Linked DNA regions of Pan troglodytes: region 2 is linked to region 1. The links are chromatin contacts, called in public Hi-C maps. All regions are on one chromosome and are shown on one strand. The core of a region is the stretch at or near the end of the contact, and the rest is flanking DNA. Distances in the headings are between cores, read along the strand shown. Region 1 overlaps ACTN1 (actinin alpha 1). Region 2 overlaps DCAF5 (DDB1 and CUL4 associated factor 5).

Region 1 (5,983 bases), core at 2,828-5,327:
TTTTTTACAGATGTTTTTGAGTTAATCTTTTTAACTTTTATGGAGCGCTGTTACTATCCCTGTTTTACTGCAAAGGGAACTGAAGTTTAGGAAGGTTAATCTGAAGGTCACACAGCCAGTAAATAGTGGATCTGAGAACTGAATCCAGCTCTGATGCGTCCCGAAGTGCATGTTGTTGATCACCGGGTCACCGCCACCATTTCCTCCTCTAGCCTAAACTTTGCGGTGGCTGCTGCTTGTTGGGGAAACTTTCCAGTTTGAGAGGTGCCCAGAGCCCCCTTCAAGGCAGTAATCTATGGGGCCTCTGAGGATTGGGGGTTTTAGTAAAGCCATGTTCCAGGGCTTTGTCCGGGAGACCTGAGCAAACACAGGTGTGTTTTGTTTCCCAGGGCTGAGCCTGGCTTTTCCAGGAAAGGGGGCTGGCTGCTTTCAACAGCACTTTTCCTCTTTCAAAAGCAGCGTCTTTTTACGACAGCAGCCTCTTCCTCCTTTATCTCATCCCAACCCCCTCCATGACTGGGTGGTAAACAGTGAGAATTTATAGCCCCCAGCTGGGCGGGTGGGCTCAGGGCAGTGCCTGCTATGACCCCGGATGTTTCAGGCCACATTGGACCTGAAAGCATCCCTTCGAGTTGCTGGGGCTGACACAGTTCCCCTCAAGGAAATAGAAAACCTTAGGCTGAAGGTTCAGTGCTGGGGGCCTGGGAGTGGGTGCTGGGGATGGCCAGGATGGTGATAAATGAGAAAAGACCACCCACCCCAGTGTCAACGCGCACTCAAGTGTGAACGCACAGCTTGAAGACACTGGGCAGACCAGTGTCAGCTGGGAGAGAATGTGCAAAACCAAAGTAAATTATATTTGTTTTAAAGAGTTAAAAATCCTTTAATATTTTTCTACCAATAAAAAGAAGTTAAAATAAGGATAAAGGCTAAAGGCCCTCTCATCTCCTGCAGTGCCAGCAGCGGAGGAAGGATGCTTGGTACATACGCTTCCCTGTCCTGCTGCGTCCTCTTTCCTCCGAGCTGTCTTCTGTGTCCAGGGGGTCCCTAAGAGCACTGTTTGTCCCATCAGCCCCTGCCCTGAGAGCATTCAGCCTCACCCACAAGGTGCAGTTGGATCTCCCAGGACCCTCTCAGCTTTGCATCCAGTTCCCCACTTGTTCCTTCACCTGGCTGCCCAATTCTTACGTCCACTAGAATGTCTGCTGCACAGAGGCAGGGACTTTTGCTGTTTAGTTCACTGCTGTGTCCCTGACTCTGTGCCCTGGGTCTCTGGGATATAAAGGTGAACATTGAGTTTCTACCTCCAGGAGCTTCCAGGCTGGGGGTGTGGAGCTGACAAGTGGCTAGGCATAATGGGTGAATGCAGGGTGCTATGGGTGTGTGTCCAGCCCAGACAGAGCAGGTGGCTATCAGGAAGGCTTCCTGGAGGAGGTGATATCTCTACCCAGTCTTGAAAGATGAGTGAGTTAGTTAAGCAAGATAGAGAGGACATTGGAAATCAGTGTATGTCCCCTATCTACCCTGATCTGTGTGCCAGTCTTCCCAGAGCTCTGGGATAGCACAATACGCCGTTTCTCTTCATCATGGGAGTAGGCTGGCCTGCAGAGTGGAGATATGTTTGCAGGGAGAGAGAGGTATTCCGTATTGGTAAGTTACTAGTGAGACATGATTGAAAAATTAAGCCCAAAGTCACAGGGTATCATAATGCTGTCCCTTTCTCCCCGCCTGTGTGGAGTGATAGCTTCTGTCCCCCTGTTCCCTTTCTTGCTCATAGGCTCTTCAACTTTTGCTCCTAAATCTAAGCAGCTATTTCTTTTCCCCTGATACTCGCTGGTGTGATGTTCTTCCCTCTTCCTACCCACTTATTGCCACTTCACCTTTAGAGTTCCCCAGGGCAGGAGGAAGGGGGTGGGGAGCATGAAGCTGTGACCTTTCCCATGAGGAAGAGTATTTCTAGTGTGGCTCCTACTGTCACATGAATGATACACTGCCCACCCTTTGAATTTTGCAGGGCAGGTGGGAAGAGAGCTGAATGGCTCTGGTGTTGGGTGAGCCCCATGTAATTGGTAGTGCCATTTGGTGCAGAGAAGTCTGGAGTTGCCAATGAATGGTTTAGATCTAAAGCAAGGGAGCTCTTCTCTCTGGTTGCCACAGAGTGGAGACAGCTGGAGAGAGACACCTGTTTTAGATGGACATGTAAAACTGTGATGCATGCTTTTGTTTCTCATGTTTGTTGAGACACCCTCTTCCTGTTTGAGCCACCAGCTCGTGCTGTTGGCACAGGATGGCTTAGTTGCTGCCTCACCTGATCATAATCTGCTTAATAGAGAAGTAACTATGAAGCTGATGGTCTTTGATTTAACCTCCTTACATTCCCTTTCTGGAACTCTTCATGCTTTTGCAGCTTAGGGTGCCCCTATCCCCACCCAAAGCACACACAGATACACATTGGGGTGCTTACTCTTCTCCCTTGTCCTGACACCCTGCATCTGAATTCTGTTCTCAGCGAAACTTACTACTCCTTTCTCTTAGCTGGCTGCCAAGTGAGAAAGGATTTAATATACTAATTTACCCTAAGGTATCAACAGGGCTTAATATGTTCCTTCGGGGTTACTCTGTCTTAAAACTGTGAAGATTGAAACTAAGTCTTATAACTTAAGAGGTAACTTGAAAGAATGGAATTGTGGCATTTTCAAATGTGGGTGGGCATGAGTCTTTGAGAGAGGGCTGGGAGGCGGATGTTAAGGGAATTTGCTGCTTCATGTATCCTGCTTGCTCCCACCCATGTCGCAGGCTCTGTGTAGGGTCCCTCAGCTGCTGCCCTGTGGGTAGCTCAGTGCTTGGTTGATGCAGTGAATGAGACCATGGTGGGGCAACTGTGTTGAGAGGCTCTGCTGAGTAGGTGTCCACCTCCCACCCCCCGGCACCATTAAATGGCTTGTCCAATGAGGGTGACAACACCAGCCCCCTGACCACTTGCCCTTCTTCTCTCTGCCCAGACATTCACGGCATGGTGTAACTCCCACCTCCGGAAGGCGGGGACACAGATCGAGAACATCGAAGAGGACTTCCGGGATGGCCTGAAGCTCATGCTGCTGCTGGAGGTCATCTCAGGTGAGGCGGACCCTGGCCCAGGACGAGATACTGTCTGTTGGTGCTGCCTGACACCTTGGCATCTGCTCTGCCTATGAGCGCAGCTGGTTTTGGTCTCTTGAAACAAGTTGGGGATGACATGTATGAATTCATCCTAGGAGCGTGGGTCTGAGTTCTGGTTCTGCTGCCAGCCATCCAGGTGCCTTGGACATTTGTTTCAGCATCCTTGTTTGTTTAAAAAAAAAAAAAAAAGGGTTTGAAGGAACTGAGGTTCCTTCTCCTCCCCAGTGCCAGGATTCTGTGGCCAAGAATGTTAACCATGGGTGATTGTCTCCAAATCTTGGCTCCATTACTACTTATCTACCTGTATCCAGGTGACCCAGGCCATTCCCCAGCCCCTGGTTTGTCCAGATGTCTGGAGGGACAGCTCTACTGGAACACACATCTCATCCTGCTTATGAATGCCTTTCTGCCACCATCCCTTAAGGGGTGGGAGTCCCGTGAGTCTAGCCTTGGTTGATACACTGGGCCATGTTAGCTACTCTCTTCACCTTGATGCCGGTGAGCCTTAGACCTAATCCCAGCCCAGCCCTCTCCCTCGAGCCACCTCTGAAATGCTGAACCTCGCTGGGCGTCTCCACCCCAATGTCCCACACAGTCCTCTCAGCATGTCCAAAACTCTGTGCTTGTCACTCCTGCCCTAGCAAACCTCTTTTCCCTCCCAGAGTCCTGTTCTTCTGCACCCAAACTGGGATCATAGACAGCTCTTCTTTGCAAGTTGTTACTGATGTTCTGTTTATTCTGATTCCTTCTTCTCAATCCTTCTTTTAACCCCTACTGTTGTGGTGTCAGTGTGCCCTGTGTCAACTCTCACCTAGATGATCCCACAAAGGCCTTTACCCCAGCTCCTCCTGGCAGTCCACCCCTGTCACTGTAGCCAGAGGGCTTGTCCGACAGTCAGTCCAAATATGGTCACACTGTTCCCTCTCACAGCCCTCAGCCCGCGGTGCCTCTCCAGGGCTTTGAGCCTGCAGGCCACATTCCTTAGCATAGCTTATGGAATCCTGCATGAGCTGGCACCTGCTTTGTTTTCAACTAACTATTCCCAAAAAGGTATCAGACCTTCGATCCTCTGCCAGTTGTGGGGTGGGGGCAGGGGGAACGTGCAGCTCTCCCCAGATGACATGCACTTTCTGTTTCCTGTGCCTTTGCACAAGCTCTAACTGCCTTTTTTTTTAAAAGTAGTTTTTTCTACTTTCAGATAAAACCTGTGTGTGTGGTAAAATAATATATAACAGAAAATGTATCATTTTAGCCATTTTAAAGGGTGCAGTTCAGCGGTATTAAGGGCGTGCACTGACTGTTGTGCAGCCATCGCCACCGTCCACCTTCAGGGCTCTTCATCGTCTCAAACTGACACCCTACAGCTGTTAAACACTAGCTCGCTGCTCCCCCCGGCCCTCCCCTGGCAACCACCATTCTACTTTTTGTCTCTGATTTGACTACTCTAGGTATACCTTGTACAAGTGGAATCATACAGTATTTCTCCTTTTGTGACACTGGTTTATTTCACTTACTGTGTCTTCACGGTTCATCCATGTGGGAGCATGTGCCGCCATCCCTTTCCTTTTTATGGCTGAATCGTATTCCATTGTATGTATGACCTACAGCTATAAAATGGCTCCCCACATTTTGTTCATTCACCTGTCGGTGGACACTTGGGTTGTTTCTACCTTTTGGGTATAGTGAATAATGCTAGGACATGGTTGTACAAAATATTTTTAAAATCCCTCTTTCAGTTCTTTTTTTGTATATTCCCCAGAGTGGAACTGCTAGGTCACATGGGAATTCTCTGTTTAATTTTTTGAGGAGCCACCGTGCTGTTTTCCTCTGCCGTTATTTATTTATTTATTTTCTTTTTTCTTTGAGATGGGGTTCCACCATGTTGGCCAGGCTGGTATTGAACTCCTGACCTCAGGTGATCCTCCCACCTCAGCCTCCCAAAGTGCTGGGATTGCAGGTGTGAGCCACCGCGCCTGGCCTCTAACTGCCTTTTACAATGTCCCTGCTTCCTACCTCCTCCACTACCCTTCCCCAGTTTTAAACAAATCTGGCCTTACTATTTATCATTCTTCAAAATGCAGCTTGAGGGTGTCCTTCAAGAAGGCTTCACCCTTCCTCTCTCCCCTAATCTGAGGGGACTGTGCCCTGCCCGCACCACCCCCCTACCTGCCCAGCTCCCCAGCACCTATAATACCCCATTAATTCCTCTGCTGTGTCTCTTATCACAAAGTGTAGTCATTTTCGGTTCGCTTGTTTTCTTCTCTGCTCCACACTGAGCTCCTTGGGGCAGGTCATCTTCTCTCTGTGTCTCAGGTGCTTAGAACAGCACCAGACATGTAGGTGGTGCTCCGGGAACATTAGAATGACTGAGTGCCCAGAGCCGGGCTTGTCCTCATGATACCCAGTGTGTTCCTGCTGCATAGGTCTGACGTGTGCCCAGGGGACCTGTGCACTTCTGTGAAGCACGTGTCTCTTTGCCAGGGTTGGGGAAGATCTGTTCTGTGAAATGATCTGTTCTCCCCTGGACAGGAAATGCTGGGATACCTTTTTCTCCTGATCATCGTTGGAGATGGGTAGGGTGCCCCAGGATGAGGAGAAGGAGGGGTATGCTGCCTACAGAGGTTCTCAAAGTGTGGTCCTTGGACTACCCACATCAGAATCGGCAGGATTGCCTGTCAAAATGCAGATTTCCAACCCTTAACCCAGTCCTCCTAATCACAAACTTAGTGAGAGGGGGAAAGGGGCTGGACAGCCACAGATTAGCAAGTTCTCCAGGTGATTTTGTGCTGACTGACGTTTGAGAACCACTGGCCCAGGCCTGGGA
Region 2 (5,701 bases), core at 2,671-5,170, 170 kb before region 1:
GAGGCGGGGAGATCACTTGAGGTCAGTAGAGTTCAAGACCAGCCTGGTCAACATGGCAAAACCCTGTCTTTACTAAAAATACAAAAATTAGCCAGGCATAGTGGTGCCCGCCTGTAATCCCAGCTGCTGGGGAGGCTGAGGCAGGAGAGTTGCTTGAACCTGGGAGGCGGAACTTGCAGTGGGCCAAGATTGCACCACTGCACTCCAGCCTGGGTGACAAAGTGAGACCCTGTCTCAAAAAAAAAAAAAAAAGATAATCATCATCATCATCATCATCATCCAGTGGGTGATGAAATCAATTTAGATGGTCACAAGTATTTCTTAAATAAAAAATATAGAATAGAAAGTACATTGCATATAGTAGGTGCTAATTATTGTTTAATGAATTTATGCTAAATTAATGTGGGTGTACGAGGATGCAGTATAAAATTATGAAGGGTTACTATAAAAAAATTTTAAAGCTATTGTTCTGAGGCATTCATATTATTGCCAACTAGAGGTGATTTTGGTTTTTGGACATGTTCTCAATGAGTGGCTCCTGTATGAAACAAGCTGTTTTCCTGTAATCGTGTCTCATCAGTCAGCAGTTGGAGGAAAGGATTCTTTCCTTGACCTTTCTCTCTTCTCTTGTTTTCAATTGTTTGCATAAGAGTTCTTTTTAGAAAGTACTAAATCATGATTTTTCTTTTCAAACCCTCTTCTGCTTAGGATTTTTTTCCAGACTTTTCTTCTTTCCTCTTCAGCATTCCTCTAGCTTTGTGGCCTTGTCACCTAATACTCAGTGCATCCACCCCAACTTCTTGTCTTGCCATCAGAGACTGCCTGTTTACCTGCATATCCTCCCACCCCCTCCTTCTGCACTGTTACTGTTGCTGTAGCAACTGCCATCTCAGTCTCCCTCCTTCCCCTTGCTTTTTTCCTTCTTGCCAACCACTATTCATTGAACTCTTCCCAGTTTTATGCACTGTGAGGTCAGGACTGATACTATGTAAGGTGAAGATTAAATGGCTATTTATGAAAATTGTTATTTCACCAGCTTTTGGGTAGAGGGCGTTTTTGAATAAGCCAGGCCATCCGATAAACTCAAATGACTAAATGTTGAGTCCCTTATTTTGTGGAAAGTCATGATAATAAATCTGTTATTATACTGCCTCTTAATTTGCTTTGAGATCTTGATTGGTTCTGTGGGGCTTTTGGAACCTGTGGGCCAAAAAAGTTGAAGCGTTCTGGGCTCTAGAACACATCCACTCTGGGCATGTTCCTGTTCTGGAAGATAATGATTAGAAACACTGCAATGCCCGCCATCCATATGTGCTTCATGAAAGGGCTGGATATGCCATTTGATTATATAAAGATTTCTTTACAGAAATTTAGTCAAGCCTTTCTGCCAACTTCAGTCAAACTTAAATTTATGGAGATTCAAAAAGTATACTGAATTCATCTGTATATCAAGCCAGAGAAATGTGGCAGTGAATCATGTTCTGGGGAAAATAAATGTGTTCATTCACAGATCGCAATGTGTCTTCCTTGGGTTGGTTGTCCGACAGTTCTGGTTCCCTCTGGAGGTTTCAGTCTTGGGACTGAGGAGTGCATTAGGAAAACAAAAGAGAAAGCCCAGGTTCTTCATCTCCCTTCCAACTCACATAAAATAAATGGTTAATGGATTATTGGGACTCTAAACATACTTGAATGCGACCAGTGTGGACTGTGACTCCCTGAACTTGCTGACTTTTTACCTAGTTCTAGTATCTTCTAGGATTTGTCATATTCTATGGGTTGTATTATAGGAAATACAAAACATCCCATATTCCTTATAGATCATCCTGCCTTAAATCAGAAACTGTGATGGGGAGAGACTTTCTCCCATAGAAAGGACCTTGCTTTTCTCTCTCTACTTGGGATACGACACCAGCTCTGATGTCCGTGAGTTAGGATAGTAGTGCCTCGACCCCAAGCATTCCACCGGTCTTATAGAGCTTTCACGTGGAAACAGTGAGGAAATTCATGCCAGTGGTCTTTGGAAAATCTTGTTGGCACCACCAGGTGTATCAGATGGATTAGTTAATCATGGATTTATAGTAATCTACGTCCACAGAGCCTGATCTTGGAAGCTTTTTCAATTCCCTATGTTGTGCTAGAAGTGATACGCTCAATCACTTTCCCTGGAAACAGCCTTGGCCTGTTTCTCTTGTGTTCCCAGGCTTTAGCCTTGGCTAAGTACTTTTTAAAATGTTCTTTTTACCCCACCAGAGCAATAAAGAAGTCCAATTGAGTGGTTTTTGTGTGTGTGTGTGTACTTAAAAAAACAAAACAAAACAAAATAAACCCCACAGGAGACCACACTTGTGAGGAATGTTTTCCTGATGTTCTGAGGTGTTCTTGCTTTTCGCCCTAGGTCTTTTGGATCACCTTGGATCACCTCCTACCCTGTTCTTGTGTTTTATAGCAAATCCTTGGATGAAGATAGGTTGGGGTAGATGTATTTCATTAATTTTTCTTATAAAGATATTTTTATTTGAACTCACTGTTAACATGTTTTGCTAGTTCTTTCAATATATTGCTCATCTCATTTGAATGTATTGGTGGCCACTTCTCTGAAGGAGTAGAGACAGTGGCATTTTCATTATCAAGATAAGTGTCCAGAAAGCAAGTCAGGATTGAGGCATTCTTGTTTGTATAGAGGCACCCCCATTTCTTCAAGAGGAAATGAGAAATTTCTTCTTCAGGGAATGTGTTGAGGACAGGAGTATAACTCTGATCTGAAGAGGAATTGGAGATCCTTCTGCGAACAGACATGAGACCATAAAAAGTGCCATATTGTATGGTTAGCTTTTCATTGACTTTGATAATTTCTCTTTTCTCTGCCTTGTTTTCTCTCCACCCCCAACCCCACAAATTCCAAAATGGAATCATGTTTCTCACAGTGTGGTTTGAAAGCCACCTGTATCACAATTAACTGGTGTTGCTGGTTAAATTCAGATACCTGGGCCCACTTCCCAGATTGAATTAGAATATTGTGGGGGACAGGGGGTGGGAATCCTGAGAATCTACATTTTTTAAAGTCCTAGATGATTTTTCATGCATCTTACACTTGAAGCCAGAATCTTTGACATCATCTTTGTATCTTGACTATGAGGGCAGACTGCTTCCAAGCTTTGCCTTCCCGGCAAACCAGATCATCCTTATCATTCTCACCAGGAGTGACCAGCTGTAGACCCCTGCTGATAAATTACAGTTAATGTAACTTACTTTCTGGATTTCAGGTGTCATTTCATCCCTCTGGAAGGAATAGAATTTTGTGACAAAACATGAAGTTTTCAGTGTTGGTGGCTGCTGCTCTTTAAATAGCACCCCTAAGCATTCTAGGAGCGAGATTCCTTTGTACTTTCTTTGTGTGAGAGGTCAGAGTTCCCTGCCCAGAAGCATAGGCAAGAGAAAAGTTAGTTACTATCCTGGAGCCCACAACCAAATTCCTATAGTGTGATCAGACTGCAGATGGTGGGTCAGGGAGCTTGGGTGGGGTTGGGATGGCCCACATGCCTGTCCTGGGCAGACTCCTCTACAGGCCTGACTAGAACGGGCAGAGGAAGTTCCTGTTAACAGATGGAAAGGGTGTTTGCCAGAGGCCCTAGCTTTCCTCTCAAGGATGCCTGAGCTGCTGCAAACCCCTGCTGCTATGGGTGGTGAGGCTGGCCAAGTCTCTTTCTGTTGACTCTTGTTTCCAACCCCCAACTCCTAGTCAGTCCTACAAATGCTGGTTTATTTGCACACTCCATACTGATGTTGGATTGAAAGCCTCTCATTGTTTTTGAGTTCAGTGTTTAGATAACACCACATGCCTGTCGCAGCCACAGCACCCTGTAAAGGAAATGCCTGGTCTCTAACAGTCCTGTCATTCATTTTCTGTATGCAAGAGAGTGTGGCCTGTGTTTAGGACCATTATAAGGGCATTTCTCTGCAGGGATTACTACTTGGGGCCTGCAGGGATACCAGGCCCCTCCTTGATGTCTGGAATTCTAGGGAGGGTTTTCTAAGTCTTCCCTCTTTCCTTTCATTCCAATCCTAAAAGGATTACAGGTTGTTTTGCCCAAGGCTTGTTTCCACACATAGCTGCACTACCAGAGCATTCCTTCCTTTGGTGAGAAGACTGCTTTGGGGGACACAGGACTGACTGGGGCTGGTGTTGGTACAGGCTGTTTTTGTGACCAAGCTAGGTTGGCAGCTGCCTTTGTACTGTGGTTGCAGGGCTTCCCTTCCCATAGGATAGGATAGCTCTTTTCTTGTCCACTTAATTTTCCCCACCATTCTCTTGGCAAAAAAAGAAAATGTGTTATCTTCCTTCAATATTAACTCTCTTCTGGTAATATATAGCTCTTTTTTCACTTGGTACAATGCGATTAAAACTTCTTTAAAATGTTTCAAATAAATCTGTTAGGCTCTAATTTAGGCATCTTGAGGCCCTTTTCAGGTCTGTGATTCTCCAGAATTTATAAACTTTTTTCTCTAAAACTACTGGGATCACTACCTATCCATGACAATAATGTCTGCATGAGACAGAGTGAGTTCTGATGTGGCACTTGTTTCTACAGTGTCCCCAACATATATACTTCACTTTCCTGCCAGTAATTCAGTGCTCCAAAAATTAACCCAACATACAAAATAAAACTTGGTTTTGACATGGACTATGAGCAGTCATCCCTCTGTAATAAAATAGTGATCTTTACTGCCTGAAAGATCACACTTACCACCCCCAACAACCTTTAAAAATTAGTACTGTATATACTTGTTAATGTTCATGGCCATCCTGGTTCACTATAATTTTGAAAGTACCTTCTGAGTCATCAAAAGAAATTATTTAGAACCATACTGTGTGAAACTTTTTAAAAAATGTGAACCTTATGAAACTGCAGAAGAATATTAGGTGAACCAGAACATAGTACTCTTTAGTGAAACTAGATAAATGAAGTTCTATATATTAACCAAAGTATATTTTAAAGCTACATATAAACTTGTGGGGAATTGTAAAGGAAAACAAGTCATTTTCCTTTTCTAATTGTTGCACTGCTTGCTCTGCATTTAAATTTAAGAATTGTCTTTAATACTTATTATCATGCTATATAGAATATAAAAATTCTTTGTGAACAGATTAAAAATTCAAAATTAAGTAATGAAATGATTATGATTGACAAATTATCCATTATAAACAAGTTTCTATTGTTCAATTTTTTTAGATGGAGTCTTGTTCTCTCACCCAGGCTGGAGTGCAGTGGCGTGACCATGGCTCACTGCAGCTTCAACCCCCTATGCTCAAGTGGCGCTCCCTCCTCAGCCTCCTGAGCAGCTGGGACTACAGGCACATGCCACCATGCCTGGCTAATTTTTTAATTTTTTTGTAGAGACAAAGTCTCATTATGTTGCCAGGGCTGGTCTCAAACTCTTGGGCTCAAGTGATCCTCCTGCCTCAGACTCCCAAAGTGCTGGGATTAAAGGCCTGAACCACTGCACCCGGCCTATTGTTTTTACTGATGGTTCTTGTATCTCTAATATGAAGGATGACTATATTGCTTAAACACTGTCCATGACTACCCAGTTAGAGTGGACACAACCCACTTCTCAGGGTCTTGACGAGTATGCTTTTGGTTGTGCAGTTAGCTTGGGTAAAGAAAATCATTATTTTAATATGTCTCTTCTTTCAAGATGT

Evidence for each region. Hi-C and Micro-C count contacts between places; a contact is called where the count stands out from the background.
Region 2: a contact with region 1 is called in a Hi-C map of stem cell-derived neural progenitor cells, with 3 times the contacts expected there. The contact joins two enhancer-like sites. A contact is called at or near these places in 3 of 7 Hi-C or Micro-C datasets (blood, induced pluripotent stem cells and stem cell-derived neural progenitor cells) and 1 of 1 other capture datasets (stem cell-derived neural stem cells).

The regions. Positions count from the first base shown.
Region 1 is chr15:66,906,300-66,912,282 of NHGRI_mPanTro3-v2.0_pri, reverse strand. ACTN1 (actinin alpha 1) reads left to right here. Exons shown (of 21, transcript XM_024348757.3): 2 at 3,003-3,117. Among named protein-coding and RNA genes, the nearest start is that of ACTN1, 54 kb to the left of the region's middle. Within about 2 kb of position 4,077, at least 4 of the 24 cell types and tissues checked have an H3K27ac peak or open chromatin away from gene starts, as enhancers often do. A contact at or near this core is called in stem cell-derived neural progenitor cells and stem cell-derived neural stem cells, where this site is marked.
Region 2 is chr15:67,079,185-67,084,885 of NHGRI_mPanTro3-v2.0_pri, reverse strand. The region is part of intron 5 of DCAF5 (DDB1 and CUL4 associated factor 5); the gene reads left to right. Among named protein-coding and RNA genes, the nearest start is that of DCAF5, 58 kb to the left of the region's middle. Within about 2 kb of position 3,920, at least 7 of the 24 cell types and tissues checked have an H3K27ac peak or open chromatin away from gene starts, as enhancers often do. A contact at or near this core is called in stem cell-derived neural progenitor cells and stem cell-derived neural stem cells, where this site is marked.